2 separate regions of the Mus musculus genome follow, and region 1 is linked to region 2. Evidence: chromatin contacts called from public HiCAR-type data. All regions are on one chromosome and are shown on one strand. The core of a region is the stretch at or near the end of the contact, and the rest is flanking DNA. Distances in the headings are between cores, read along the strand shown.

What was found. HiCAR-type assays count read pairs that join an accessible place to other places.
Region 1: a HiCAR-type map of astrocytes shows a contact between it and region 2, with 4 times the contacts expected there. The contact joins the enhancer-like site here to the promoter of Sorcs1 in region 2. A contact is called at or near these places in 2 of 39 promoter capture datasets (hippocampal neurons and pre-B cells) and 2 of 115 datasets of contacts at active chromatin or transcription factors (astrocytes and embryonic forebrain).

What each region holds. Positions count from the first base shown.
Region 1 is chr19:52,631,331-52,634,037 of GRCm38.p6, forward strand. No RefSeq gene overlaps it. Among named protein-coding and RNA genes, the nearest start is that of Gm41860, 240 kb to the left of the region's middle. Within about 2 kb of position 1,306, at least 27 of the 459 cell types and tissues checked have an H3K27ac peak or open chromatin away from gene starts, as enhancers often do. A contact at or near this core is called in astrocytes, where this site is marked.
Region 2 is chr19:50,677,216-50,679,915 of GRCm38.p6, forward strand. It overlaps Sorcs1 (sortilin-related VPS10 domain containing receptor 1), which reads right to left and starts at 1,431. Exons shown (of 26, transcript NM_021377.3): 1 at 696-1,431. The coding sequence starts at 1,253. It overlaps Gm26629 (predicted gene, 26629), which reads left to right and starts at 190. Exons shown (of 8, transcript NR_166832.1): 1 at 190-301.

The DNA of each region.
Region 1 (2,707 bases), core at 56-2,555, 2.0 Mb after region 2:
TGAGTCTTCTCCAGCTCCCAAACGTACGGAGAGAAAAGGAAAGATTTCTGCATGAAATGTCAGTCCTCCAAAATGTGATTCTTTCACCTCATGTTCTCAGCACTTCGTGGCCTTTCCCATCACACACCATGTAAGCCTGGGACAAGATCACATTGTCTGCTCGCTTGGAGGTCTGAGGATCAGGATTTGGAAAGGGAAATGGGGTCGTGTGGGATGGGAGCGTGTCTGGCTGAAGATAATACTGCCTTTGCGACAGAGGGGACAAGACTCGACTTTGCAACTCTAGCTAATGCAGAGACTCCACCCATCTACAGCCGCCGTGAGATCCCCCAGTGAGCTTTAATCTTTCCCACTTTTTACTCCTTAGCCTCATTCTTTCACCTCTCCACCAACCATGTTTTTTGCTATGTCCGTAACAGTGGTGCAAGGCTGAGTCTGAATCTCTGGGATGGGAGGAGTAAATGTCGGGGTATTTGTGCCGGGTTCAGCTTTCAAGCTCTCTGAAGTATGGGAGCTCCCATGCTCATGGTGGAGTTCTCATTTTGAGGAACCCACCGAGAACGGTCAAGCAGTTTAAGAGGCACAGCCTCCTTAGCCTGGGAGTTTCCGACAATCAGAGGCACAGCCACTAAGTGGCCTGGAGCAGAGAAGCAATCTCTGACCTGAGGTGACTGATTGACCTGCCCACTGGACACCGGGGAAGAGCATCGGGCCCATCTCCATCCAAGTGGAACTTCTTCCACCGCAGACACACAGCACCTGGTAGGCGGTGGCCTACGGAGAGGGTGGTGGCTCTATACACCTAGATTCACACCTGCTATGCCCTGATGCTCTGGGCCACCACCAACTCCACTGCTTCCATTTGCCTGCTCGTCTATGCTTCTGCAATCCCGAAGTGTAGAGGCAAGAGGAATGGTTTAACTTACGGATCTAGAGGAATCAGCAGCCAGCAGTATGTTCACTTTGGACAGAAAACAATGTGAATTACTGATTGTGTGTGTGTGTGTCCCTTTCTGACTCCCCATCCCCTTCCCTTCTCTCTTCAACCTATTGCATTTAAAAGAGCATTTTCTTACTGACTTCTCCTGAAGTTTTGTTGGGATATGTTTTGGATTTTCCAAAAGAAACTTCCTGAAGACAGAAAACTTACCAGGGTTTTTCAGGAGAAAAAGCAGAGCTAGAGTTTGCTCACTGTTATAATGTTGGTCTTAGAAATGTAACCACACTGGGCATCCTTCCCATCATCAATCCCTGGGAGGTTTTCATCAGTGTTGACCTTACCCTCACCAGGAGATTCAGCCCAGACTGGTGAATCATGCCGTAAGCATGTAGGAATGAACCTAGATGAAATCAGCATGCTTCAATCCCAGGACTGGGTCCTGGGCATTAATTTTCGGAGGCCTGTGCCTTATCCAAGACACTTGTTTTACTTAGTGTCAAAGTGAAGGAGTTGGCTAGGTGACAACGTTGCCTCAGATACCTAATACTCTGAACTGAATGGCCATAGTGTTTCATAATGCCTCTGCTGTGACTCAGGAAGTTAAGATGGAGGCCTACGATGAGTGAATCTTAAAATATATTTTCAGTTACTGACATTCTTAACAAGCTAAAACTTGACCCCAACTGTAGCCATACCTGACAGTTTAAAAGCACACATACGAATGCTGCATAACACAGTGCTTTAATCATATTGTAATATTATTCAAACAATATACTTAACATACACACCACACCACAAACTTATCTTTGTTACAAAAATATTCAGTAGCCTTTCCCTTGACAGTTTTTAGCATACACTGTGTTATTATTGATTATAGTCAGTATGCTGGAGAATAGACTCCAGAATTTACTCGTCCTACCTGAAATGTTACCCTTTGACTGATGTCTCCCCTTCCATCAGCCCTGACAACCACAGTGCTACTTCTGCTTCTGAGTCAGATGTCTTTTCGATTTCACACGTGAGATGAAGCCCTGTCCTTCTATGACAGACCTGTCACTTACCATAATGTCTTCCACATTTACCCATATTGCCATAATAGTAGGATAGCTTTCTGTTTCAAGACTTAATAATAGTCCACTCTTTATCTCTACAACATCGTCTTCATTTGTTGCTTTGTGAGCAGACAGAAAGTGGGTTGTGAACTCTAGGTGAGCGAGGGAAAGAAATTCTCCCTCCTTCCAGGTTGACAGAGCTGCATGGGAACGTCCCTCTCCTCTGTAACTCTTCACAGTGTTACAGTATGTGTTCTCCCTCCCTCCCTCCCTGCCCTCTCTCCAAGCTCTACTAACTTCCTCAATAATTAGGTATAATCCCTCTAGATAAAAAAAAGACAAAGTAAAGAGTCACCAGCCAGATGAAATTTACAGCAAACACTTTTGCCCTGGGATAAGGGAGACTCTCCCAAGAGCCCACTACTTCAGTGTGGTACACAGAACTAGGTTCCTTGGATAAAGAATTAGTCAAGGGTCATTACAGTGTGTCGGAAGGGGATGCCAAAAAAATAGCTCAGTTGCCAGTTTGCTGTACAAGCAGAAGAACCTGAGGTCATCTCAGCACCCCAAGGCAAACCGGATGTAGTAGATCACACCAGCAATCCCAGCCCTCAGGAGGCAGACAGAGAAGAATCTTTTCAACTTGCTAGTTATGAAAGACACTGTCTCAAAAATAAGATAAAGGAGCTGGACAGGCAGTTCAATGGTTAAGAGA
Region 2 (2,700 bases), core at 181-2,680:
GGGATCTATCTATCTGATCTTCCCCAGGCTGACCATGCCAGAGAACAACTGCCCTTTCATGGGCTAGAAAAGCCTGGCTCTCAAGATGCACTTGCTAATGCTGTCAGGAGATGCTGGGGAGCCTCTGCACTGAAACTTGCATCCGTTTGGTTCCCAAATAGATTTCTAATACCAAAGGGCACCTTATATCGTACTGCAGTTTGCCTTCTCCGGGGTAGAACAAGGGGCTAGGAGCTCTGTATAAAAATAAAATAAAAAGCCCACAGAGGCGACTTCTCCGTGTGCTCCATCAGTCTATCAGGTAAGGAAATGTCCCTTCAGGGGATTTCAGTGGGCTTGGAGATTTAACCCTTTCAGATCTTCATTAAAAATACTTTAACGCACATACAACCCCCATATTTGGTCTTCAGTTCTACTCTCCAGTGCCATTGAAGAAATAAAAAAGATCTGCCTGGTCCGTTCCAATTTGAACCTTTTGATCTGGAGAACACTCTGAAGGTGGCGGTGGGGGCACCCTAGTAGGCACCATTAACTCTTGGGGGAGGCTAGCTGGGAAGACTTCACTGTGCAGCATCTCCCAAGAAAGAAACCTCTTTGCCCCCCCCCCCTCCGCCCCCAATTCTCCGCCAGCTCTTACAGTGAAAGGTAACCCTTTCCTTCTCTCGCCCCTTTGCCCCCAGTTCCATTCTACTCACGCTGCTGTTGTGGCCAGACCAGTGGACCATAGCTTGGTTGTGTGCTGAGTCTCCTGTCAGAGCAAATGTGGTGCTGGTCAGTCTCAGCTCCTCCATCCGGAAGCGGGTGGCTTTGTCCGGGTCCCGTGCGCCAGTCCCAAGCCCCTGCTGCCCTCCATCCTTTAGCATGTCCCGGCGGCTCCGACTCGCACCCTCTCCGGGTTCAATCTTCTCGGGTTCCGTTCCACTCCGTCTCCTACGGCCAGAGCGTGCAGCGGTCGCCACTGACACCCTGCTGCCCCCAGCTCGCTCCAGAAACAGCGCACGGTCCCCGGGGGCCACTGCGAACAGGGGTCTCATGAAGAGGGGCGGGGGCGTGGCAGGAGCCCGACCCAGAGGTCCCGGGTGAGGAAAGCCTCTTGGGGTAAGGGTCCGGCGTGGGGTCGAGCTAGGGTGCTGCGGAGGGCAGCAAGAGAGGCTGCTGCAGACGCCGGGGGCTAAGAGCATCAGAAGCCCCGCTCCTGCAAGGAGCGCGCTCAGCCCGGCCGAGGAGCCGTCTCCAGCGCCAACTTTTCCCATCTCTGGAGCGTAGAGAAGCGGAGAGGGGGTCCCGGACCGAAGGCAGGCAGCGGAGCGAGGCTACAGGCTGACGGCGGCAGGGCGTGCGCTCAGGACCACAACTCCATCCAAGTTGGGCTGGGCGGCGGCGGGGCGCGCGGAGGCGGCGCCGGGCAGGTGCCTGCCGCTCGCCCAGGCTGGGCTTGTGCGGAGCGCGCGGGTTGGGACGGAGCTGCGAGCCACCGCCGCCGCCGCCGCCGCGCGGGGGTGGAGCCGAACTGAAGTCACGGGCGGAGAGGGCGCCGCGCGCCGGCTGGCGACGCGGGAGGGAGGGCGGGCTCTGCCGGGGCTCCGGGGCACTGCGTCCCGTCTCCGAGCTGCGCTGTGTCCAGGGCTGCGGGCGCGGGCTGCGCTGTCGCCTACCCTCCCCAAGGCGCGCCGAGTCCCCGCAAGCAGCCCGAGCAAGCACCCTTCCTCTTGGGGCGAGCAGCCCCAGGCTCCCGGAGCAGGCGCTGTGAAGGGTTTCCTATTCCTGTTTTCCCTTCTCTCTGTGGTTGTTTCTCCCCTTTTCTCTTTTTCTGGTCTTTTCCAGTTTAGAAGATGAGTGGGCTCTTGCTCTCCCTCTTAAACTGGGTGAGTTGGCATGTAGTCCTTACTTTGTGTGCCCAGGCCTGGAGAAGATCTCAGAAGGCAGCAGAGAGTGGTGCAATAAACTGTGTGTGTGTGTGTGTGTGTGTGTGTGTGTGTGTGTGTGTGTGTGTCCTGCTCAGTCTATGTGTGTGTGTATATATATATATAGTTGGTGAGATTTTCTCTCCTCTGTGATTCCTCCTAGATTTCAGGTCTTTTTAAGCACTCTCCAGTATTGAAAGCACTCACAGTTGACAACACAATTAAAGTTAAGATTCCCCAAGTATTTTGTAGTTATATACATCTTGGCAACTGTCCTTAAGAGACCATAAGCTCCTTGAGAGAAGGGAGACTCCGAAGTGACCTGTTTGCCGTATTATTCTCTGTGTTTGGTAACAGTGCACTGAATGGTAGCAAATGTAAGTGATTGGCTTGATGAGTATGTGTTGTGAGTTTGTTATAGATCTGTATATCAACAAATAGAGGAAATGTGTTGTATTCTTCTGGCATCACTGGTGTCTAGCTCAGGGTTGCTAACACATGCATTCAGATCCCCCCCCCCCCAGCAAGCCCGCGCTTGAAAGTGTTTGCTGTGGGACCTTCAGGTAATTGTGCTTCCCAAATATTAAATTAAGTGGTTGCAATACATGACCTTTAAAATCCTTTGTGACCCTAAAATTCTGTAATTATGTGATTATAATATCAATCCACCCAAGATCCCCTGCCTCTACTCAGAAATTGAGGTAATGATTTATAGTAGGTGGGAGCGCTTTGGAAATTGCAGTTCATCTAAAGCCAGGCCTTTTTCAAATTGTTAGTTGATGCCAAGGTTTAAATG